Regions from separate parts of the Drosophila melanogaster genome. Here region 2 is linked to region 1. A link is a contact called in public Hi-C data. All regions are on one chromosome and are shown on one strand. The core of a region is the stretch at or near the end of the contact, and the rest is flanking DNA. Distances in the headings are between cores, read along the strand shown.

The links. Hi-C and Micro-C count contacts between places; a contact is called where the count stands out from the background.
Region 2: a contact with region 1 is called in a Hi-C map of the Kc167 cell line, with 3 times the contacts expected there. A contact is called at or near these places in 23 of 107 Hi-C or Micro-C datasets (the Clone 8 cell line, the D17-c3 cell line, the Kc167 cell line and 8 more) and 3 of 7 datasets of targeted methods (the Kc167 cell line and the S2 cell line).

The regions. Positions count from the first base shown.
Region 1 is chr3L:17,349,956-17,354,403 of dm6, reverse strand. It overlaps CG7692, which reads right to left and starts at 2,582. Exons shown (of 7, transcript NM_001316448.1): 1 at 1,825-2,582; 2 at 1,160-1,272; 3 at 667-1,093; 4 at 361-611; 5 at 1-298. The coding sequence starts at 1,246.
Region 2 is chr3L:17,423,208-17,427,655 of dm6, reverse strand. Sec3 (Secretory 3) reads left to right here and starts at 2,439. Exons shown (of 6, transcript NM_140719.4): 1 at 2,439-3,210; 2 at 3,269-3,496; 3 at 3,555-4,004; 4 at 4,077-4,448. The coding sequence starts at 2,557. It overlaps COX7B (Cytochrome c oxidase subunit 7B), which reads right to left and starts at 2,179. Exons shown (of 4, transcript NM_144156.4): 1 at 2,139-2,179; 2 at 2,016-2,077; 3 at 1,577-1,746; 4 at 1,374-1,517. The coding sequence starts at 2,061. The coding sequence ends at 1,461. Polr3G (RNA polymerase III subunit G) reads left to right here and starts at 526. Exons shown (of 3, transcript NM_176344.2): 1 at 526-730; 2 at 800-928; 3 at 986-1,370. The coding sequence starts at 587. The coding sequence ends at 1,348. It overlaps Gorab (Golgin, RAB6 interacting), which reads left to right. Exons shown (of 3, transcript NM_176345.3): 3 at 1-351. The coding sequence ends at 68.

The DNA.
Region 1 (4,448 bases), core at 1,333-3,832:
AGCGATACATTAGCTCTTTGAACTGTGGCAGGTGCTCCAGAAAATCGTGTTCGTTGAGCGCCTGGAGCTCCATCAGGAGATTCCCAAGCACATAGCTGGCGTAGACCTCCAGCATGACGGCGAATGAAGTGACCAGACTGAATTTGAATTTCCTAAACCCAATTTGCTCAAAGAACCCATTTTTTCCGAGTTGAAGACGCACGCAAACGTGGGCAATAAGCCGAGCTGGCGTAAAGTTAATGTCATGTAACATCGAAGCTTCCTGCATGATCTGGGTATAGAACCGTATGTTGTACATCTAAGGAGTGGTTTTATGATGACATTGTGTTTGATATGTTGTATCATGTATGTTTTCCTTACCAAATTATCTATTACAAAGCCTCGATTTTCATCTCTTACAAAAACAGTCAAGAGGTATAGATGACCGATTAGTGTAATTGAGTTTTTATCCCCTTCAAAGGACACAAATTGATCATTTTCGTGTGCTTTCACCCAAGCAGCCAGCATCCGAAGCGCCAGCTGTTTCACGGCCTCAAAGTTGCCGGCATTAAAGAGCTGTATTAGCCGCAGCAGGGCCAGAGATATCCCTTCCTGTATCAGGAAAGCAACTTCTAAGAAATTGACTATGATTAGATAAATCCTTCGGGAAAAATAGTAATTGCTTGCCTTCTCCTGATGCCGCAGGAACTGGGTGCTCGATGGCGTGGTGTTTGTTCAGCTTCAGGTTAAGGAATAGCTGCTGCAGGTAGGGCAGGCTCCAGGGCCTTGTCTGGAACTGCAGAACGTACGACCAGTTGAAATTGGCCAGTTCACCAATCTGGTAGAACGACGGCACCGCTTTGGTGAGGCTGTAGAGCAATAGTTGCTTAAGGCCTTCGGAGCAGGTCTTCCACTCCTGGCTAAACCAAATCAGCAGCGAGTGGTGCGCTAAAACCCGCACCATGTGACGCAGCGCTGGGTCCTTTAAGGACTCGGAATCCCTGGTGGGCAGATGGCACACCTCCCATCCGTAGATTAACTGCGACAACCGGTCATTGCCCATTAGCTCAAACACATCCACATCGCTGTGCGCATTGCAGAATACAAACATTTTCTGTAGATCAAGATTTAAGCCATTAAAACAGGGAGTTCAGGATATATGTCCAAAGCGTGTCCTTACCGCCGAGAACTCATCGTACTCCAGTTTCTCCGCACAATCCAGGAACTTTTCTGCATCGTGCACATCCTGAGAAAATATTAGATCCATTCCGCAGTACCTAATTCATGACAATCCTGCGAAAAGTCGATTTGTTTTTCAGCCGGCTTGTACTTAGTTTTATTTAGCTTGCAACAGCTGACGCCGATTACCGTAAGTGGATGGTTTTAAACATAGTGGCAGCGCTATCTCGAGGTTCATGTACTCGCTAAACCACGAGACTAGCTGTAATTGCTGAATGGGGAAGGTGAACTCGCTAGGGCCATTGTTGCCAACTTAAATTTATCTCGCAGGCAAAAGTAATTGAACAATACATTTGAAAAAAATACAACAAAAATATATGCACTTTGTAAATGCAATAAGGAATGGAATTTTTTTTTAGCTATATATATAATCGATATTTATTCCTATGGTTGACTTTATTTTAATTTTTTTATATTATCGTATAAGTATGATCAACGTACATACATACGTATAAACGTATGATATTACAAATTTTTCAATGTAATAAAAATTCTAACGTAGTAAATATTCCATAGTTGAAATCCGTTTCTTTGCATTTGTACATATAGAAATTGTCCTGATACTATGTTAGGAAAAGGAAACCAGCTTCCTTTTGTTAAACTTACCTTAAGTCCCTTTCAACAGACCTCGCATTCCTCTCGAAGATCGAAATTTCTGGAAACTTTCTAAAAACACGAAAAACGCGACGAAAACTTACCCGGGCGAAAACACGCGGATTTTTTATATGTATATTAACTGCTTGGTTGACTACCAACAAAAACTGAACACGTGTTCATCTATAAAATAATTAAATACTCAGTTATGAAATTGATTTTGTATAAAAGTAATGAAACAGCTAAAATGTAATTAACTTGTTAATTATGAAACCACTCAGATATGTACAACATTCGATTCATGAACAGGACATTTTGGAAGATTTGCCAAATTATTTGCCATCTTGAAAGCTGGGACCACCTATGAATGCACGTGCGACGAGCACATTTGTAGGCCCTGATAGAACATAACCTAGACTACTGCGGAAAAAGAAATTGTTCACAACGCGCAGAGCAGCAAAAGTTTAGATGCCGTCGCCAAACCACTTTTATCATCAATTGCCACATCTGAACTGCCAGGAGCGAATTTTTGAAGGAATTCGAAGCAGCAACATGGGAGCTACAAGCACCACGATGCGGCCACTAGGATGGCAATGTGCAACCGGACTGAAGCAGCAAAAAGTCGGAAAAAAACTCTGGGAATTGTATCAATATTGATCTGATGCTTTAGGCTATTGGTTAAACATTAAGTGCAATCGCAAATTATTCACTACAATACCGGACTGACAAATGATTTTGTATTTAAATTGGAACTGGTGAACTTCGACGAGAATGAAACGCAACTAACCAATTTTCTTATTGAAGTGACGCGATAATTATTGAAATGACAAGCAATTAACATATAAGCCTATCGATATACAGTCTTGAGAAGCACATAAAGACATCTTAAGGTGCGACATTGAAATCTTTCAAAATTACCATCACTTAATATGTAGAAAAATAATTGTTATAATGATTTTTCAAGGGAATTTGGCCTGACTTATAAAACACGAAAAATAAATGCACATGTGTTATGAGAAATTTGGCTTGCTTAGAAATTCGAAACCAATAAGTACTCCAATACACCCACTATTCCAACGCAGTGATTTCTTGCACGGACATAAGAGTTCTGAAGCACGTTTGCCTTGACCCCGGGACATTGTGTTCCCCATGTCTTGCGAATGTCCTGGCTGCCCCGGCCTTTGTTGTCCAGATGGCATATGCAAAGTGCAAACAAATTATTATTAGCTGCCAACAGCGCCAGCTACATCATCTTCACAATGGAAGCACCGAGGGATTCCCACACAAATGTGGCGTCCAGGAGAACGGAAAAGGCGTTTGGTCAGGGCGGGGCTTCGCTGCATTCTCCCATTGTACGGCCAAAGTTCCGCCTTTAAGGCGAACCCATTTAATTCACTTTGTCACCATGCAAATGAAACATTAGTGGTGACGTATCCAAATGGATCGCTCAAAGGTCTCCGTCGGATGCCTGCAATTAGGCCAGACACGTAAATGGAAATGATTTACAATCGTTTGGGCGTCTGTTGCTTCTGTTGCTCCTGCTGCAATTCACTTACCATCAAGTGCACTGAGAAAAATCCCTTTCAGCATGGATAATATAAAAGGTAAATATTAAAAGAAATAATATTACTTTAATAACAGATATGTATTGTTCAATTTAATTTGCAACCAACATCCAATCTTCGTGTATTACCTTATGAATGTCCTTTTCTACGGTATAATTAATACTTTTTCATTTCTAAATAAGCACATTCCATCATCTATAAACATTTGATTTTCTCGCTAAAGAGCGTCATAATCGATCAAGTTTTTTATTAGTGCTGCGGAGGAACGGACACATGTAGCTGTCATCGGCGTTGAGAGTCGGCAGCGATTTATCAGTGGCCAAATCAATTAGTAACTACGTAGCTTATCTCCTGGATGGACGAACTCTGCAGCGCTCCAATGGTGCGGGTGCGGGTGGGGTCCCATGGCCCATTCATTATACGCACCGGCAGAGGAGTGTCATAAATATTCCCATCATCGTTTATTCGGCGTCCCATCAAATGGCCACAAATGAAAACCTGTTGATGTGCCCGCATAGAAAGCGATACGCTGCAACGCACACACACACACACACACACAACACAACACCACACAGCGCAACACACACTCCCACTTGACATCTTTGGGACGTCAGTTGTAATTGAAGAAGCTCTTTTTATCCTTCGTTTTTTAGCAACAAAACGAAGGAGGCGCTGTGTCGCCATAAATATTCATGAAGCACTAAAAGGGTTCTCCTCCGGATCCTAAGCATCCTGCTGTGGAGTCGCATTCAGGATGGAGCTGTGGGCATAGGTACATCGGTGGTTGGTAAGTGGCGAGAATCGTATTTGTGTTTGGTCAATTGCCACCCGGTGACAAAGAAATGCAATATGCAATATGCTGTCGTCAGTCGTTCCATTTGCTCCATTGTAAGTGTGCGGAGTGTTTAATTTTAAATGCCCCAAGGAGTGCGTGTACCTGAATTTGAATGAGTACAAGGCTCGGTTTCCCCAGGGGATCGACAATGGTCTCCGCCATTGTCGGATGGTGGGAGTCAGAGCAAACAATCGCGCATGTGTGCCCTAAACTTGGGGTTTCTCCTCACTCACCCA
Region 2 (4,448 bases), core at 1,190-3,689, 73 kb before region 1:
TGCAGAAAGTGGGTCTGTCGCCAACCGATGATTGCCAACCGATTGATTTAACTCAACAAAGCCCCTAAACACGTAACACGTGTAAATTCAACTTCAAATCATCTTTAATTCGAATTTTCAGCGGTGTTTGCTTAACTTGACCAAAAGTATCAATTTGTTGCTCCCTGAAATATTATATTTTTTAAATTGGAAAATTATGTACTAATTTTCCATCGGCTATATTGTATTGGAATTGTAAACATAAAACACGCCTGAAATATGTCGAATGCGCTCTAATATTAGCATGTAATTAATGTTCATAGCCTAAGTGATGAAGTGCAAATTGCAAATAAAATATGTATATGTTATGTGTAAAATTAAAGTGTAATTACTGAAACTGAGTAGTTGGAACTGCGACCTAAATAAAAATAAGGGTATTAAAAAGCGAACATTCTTCAATAATGTTATTGTTTGGCTTTGACTATGTGGCAACACCGTTAGCTGCGGCAACAGCTGATCGTTTTCAGAGTTTAATAAACGTGCAAGCTGAACAATACAATCGGAAATAAGTGTTTCTAAACAGAATACAATAAATTAAGCATTTATAATGGCAGGCCGCGGAAGGGGCGGCAAGACAGGCACCCTCACGGCGGAGCAAATGGCCATGTTGGGATGCACAAAGGATATGCCGGTGCAGACGGCGCCGCCACCTACATTTCCGCCTGTTTTGAACAGACCCACTACCCTAGAAGTGGGTACAAATCCATTTACATTAGTTTAAAAAACATCGATCAACTTTTTACCTGTTTTACTTCGATAGACAACAGCCACACAGAACTATCAGCTCCTGTGGAAGGAGGACTTTCTGAACCGAATGCGAGATTCCCCCTATTACATGATCTCCGCCAGTCGGGACGCAAAAAACCTTGATCACAAGGACTGGCGAGAAGTAATAATACTGGCTATTTTAAATTAGCTGCTTATAATCCTGCTTTTACACCCCCAGAAAGCCATGGAGCGCATGAAGCTCACAGCACAACCCGATTTTAACTACAAAGCCATGCCCCAAGAGCTAAACATCTCCAGTCGAAAACGTCGTGGAGCAGATGCAAGGCCGAATCTGCTGACCAAGAAGACAAACATCGAGGACAGACTGAAGGTTCTGGAGCAGAAAGAACTGAAATCAGGTGGCGGTGAGCAGGACGAGAACAAACAAGAGTCCGATTCCGAACAGGAGGAGGAGGAAGATCCGGAGGCGGCGTTGGATGATGAGATGGACGAGGACAACGACTACGGTGCAACGTACTTTGATAATGGAGAAGCCTTCAATGATGAGGACGACAACTTGGACGATGGTCCCGTTTACTGAGACAAATAAAACCATCGAACTGATTACTTTCGGATCTGTGATTTACTATGTCGCCACTTTAAGCTTATTTAACACAAATGTTGGATTAATTTACACGTAAGGGAACGCTGGCTTAGTCCAGGCTCTTGGGCGCGTAGTAGTTGAAGTGGATGATACCAGAAGATTTCACCTGCAAAGCGTATTTCAATAAGACCGATATGGGATGGAAGGAATATGGCAGCCACTTACGAATCCAATAGTGCCGGCCAGGACGAGAATGCCAGTGATGAGCGCGGCATTGTACTTGGCGTTCTTCTGGCTGTGCTGCTCCTTCCAGTCTCCAGCGGGCACGGGCAGATCGTTCATGGTGGAGTGGGGACCATGTCCACCGTGGTAAGCGGCACGCGACAAAGCGCCAGCTGAAATGAGAGAACAAGAAAGAATATTCAAGTGATTGGTTTTAAAAAGGGGGTAATCCCAACGAAATGCAACTTGGTTAATGATCTCATCCAAGTTTCTTCCGATATCTGTTTGGCTAATTCTGATAATATCCATGGCTATGCTGAAGATTGGTGGGTGAACCATTCCTTCGCAGTTCCTTGAAGTTTCTCCCTTTGCTTATCCACATTATGTAATTTTTAAGGTTAGCAGTTTTGCTGAAAAGAGGTGTTGGGCCACTCCAACTCACCGTTCTTGAGCAGAAGCCCCTGCTTGACAATGTGCTTAACCAACATGATTGCTCGAAAGTAGCTGGAAATGGGTAAATATGGGTTTATTTTCACTGCCAATACTTTTTCGCATTATAACTCACCCGAAGATTACCTTGTGTTGAACAGTGTGACCGTTGTGTTGTTATAGAATAATATCTACCCTACAGTTGGGATGAGATCACGAGCTGCATACTTGTTATTACCTACGATGCGATGAAACCTTCAATGTATCTATTATACTGAAATGTTTAAATAACAATATGATTTAATACATTTTAATTGGTTTCTGTAGTCTTAGCATATTTTTGCTATGTGACTTTTAACCACGTAAAGAACACTCACGCAATGCGCTCATCCCCAACCGATAGTCTGTAAACGCCTCTGCAGAAGCTCTGTTAAATCAGCTGTTGGTGCGGAGGCGTTCTCCAATTGCTAATTGCAAGTGCAAACAACTGGCCAGTTGTTGATTCTTGAAAGGACTTTATTCGAGACCAGTGCATCCCGAAGATATACCCAGCCATGCTGTCCATTGGCGCTATGGCCAACATCAAGCACACGCTGCAGAAGGAACTCTTCTTGGCCTCCGGAGAACGCCTCCTTTCTGTGGTGACGGTGGTCAAGAAGAAGGACAAGAAGCCGTGCTACCTTTGCGTTGTCACCACGGCGCCACCGGTACCCGTGGTCACTTTGTGCCTGATCAAACAGTCGGAGCAGCGCGAGGGCGAATACAAGCGCAAGCGGAGCTGGCAGCTGGACGAGATTAAGTGGGTTGACGGCCGGAACGAGCAGTTCGAGACGCACGAGTTCGATCTGCAGTTGGAAAAGCTGTACAAATGGTACGCCCTTAACCCTCACGAGCGCCAAAACTTTCTGGCCGTGCTCAATCGCCAAATCCAAAAAAGCGTGCGTGGCCAGCGGGCGGAATTCCGGAATGTGCCCGCAGCGTGGTTGTCGGAGAAGTCGCCGGAAAAGGTGGCATTGGGCAGAGCGGTTCAGAAGACGCAACACATGGACGACGAGGAGGACGAAGAGGAGGAGGCCCAGGAGTTTACCGCTCTGACGGACAAAGAGGCCAATGAGCTGGGCAAACTTTTCTCCGAGTGCGACTTCGCCATTAAAGATGCTGAGCAGTTCATAGAGCAGCTGTCGCGTGAGCTCCACGATTTGGATGGGGTTAGTAAATTGGGCTTGTCCACCGTGTATACATTACTCATAATTTCTTATCTCGCAGGCCAATATGCAAAGTGTACTTGCCTCGGAACAGAAGGTTCTGAAAATGATGGAACACATCGACAATGCTATCTCCGAGGCGGATAAGTTTGAAAACCGTCTTGATAGCTACGAGGACATTCTGGGGCATGTCAAGGAAACCATGGAGAAAATTGGAGGCAAAAATGCCATGATCGAAATTGCCAACAATAACAATATCAAGCTTATGAAGGAGCTCAACAAAGTCATAGTGCGTATTCTTAGTGTACTCAATTTTATACTGTTTAATAATTCTGCTACTTCTGCAGAGTCAACTGGATCTGCCGCACAGCCAGCAGCAGGCTCTGGATGAACCCGATTTAAAGACCGCCAATGGACGCAAAGCAGCCATTGCAGCTGCTCAGTGCCTGCAACAGGCAATGAACAGCGATATAGATCCTGCTCTGCTGCGTTTGGAGGCGGTGCAGGACCAACGCAAGCGCTTTGAAAAGTGGAAACAAAAATTCTCTGCCACGGTCAGTCGGTTTATGAACAACCTCTTCATCCACCTGGGCAATGAAATAGGAGACATGCAGGTGACTAGCACTGAACTTACGCTGCCTAACCATTCCAACGTCCATCGGGAACTGACGCCTTATACTGAGCTGATGCACTGGACAAAAGCCATGGATCGGAAGACCTACGATGGTCTAATGCGTGTGTACACAGCATCGCTGAGCAAGATCTATGACAGGGATGTGAGGAACTTCTTCAATTTGGTAAGACATGAACATGGAAATGTAATAGTTTGTAATCTAAGCTAATCTCGATCACTTCTGATTATTTTATAGGCTAAAATTCAGGTGACGGAAAAGCTTCGTAATTCTCGGGAGGATCTGGACATGTCTACGTCTTCAAGAAAGTCCGCAGTTTCCACAATACCTTATGGCACACTGGGAATCAACAGGGATCAGTGGGGTCCCGGTGTAGAGACAGCGGATCGAATGCGTTTTGATGCATTGTTGGAAAAGGTTCTAGCTGAGCTGGAACCCATCGCCCTGCAGGAACAGCTTTTCTGCATCAACTTTTTTCAGATGGACGTTATTAGTCCAACGACAAAGAACACACAGACTACGTTGGAGATGGAAAAGGCGGTGGATATGACACAGTCAATCATATCAGGAGCGGTTTCGCCATCAGGTGATGGTGTTCCGCAGAAGCGG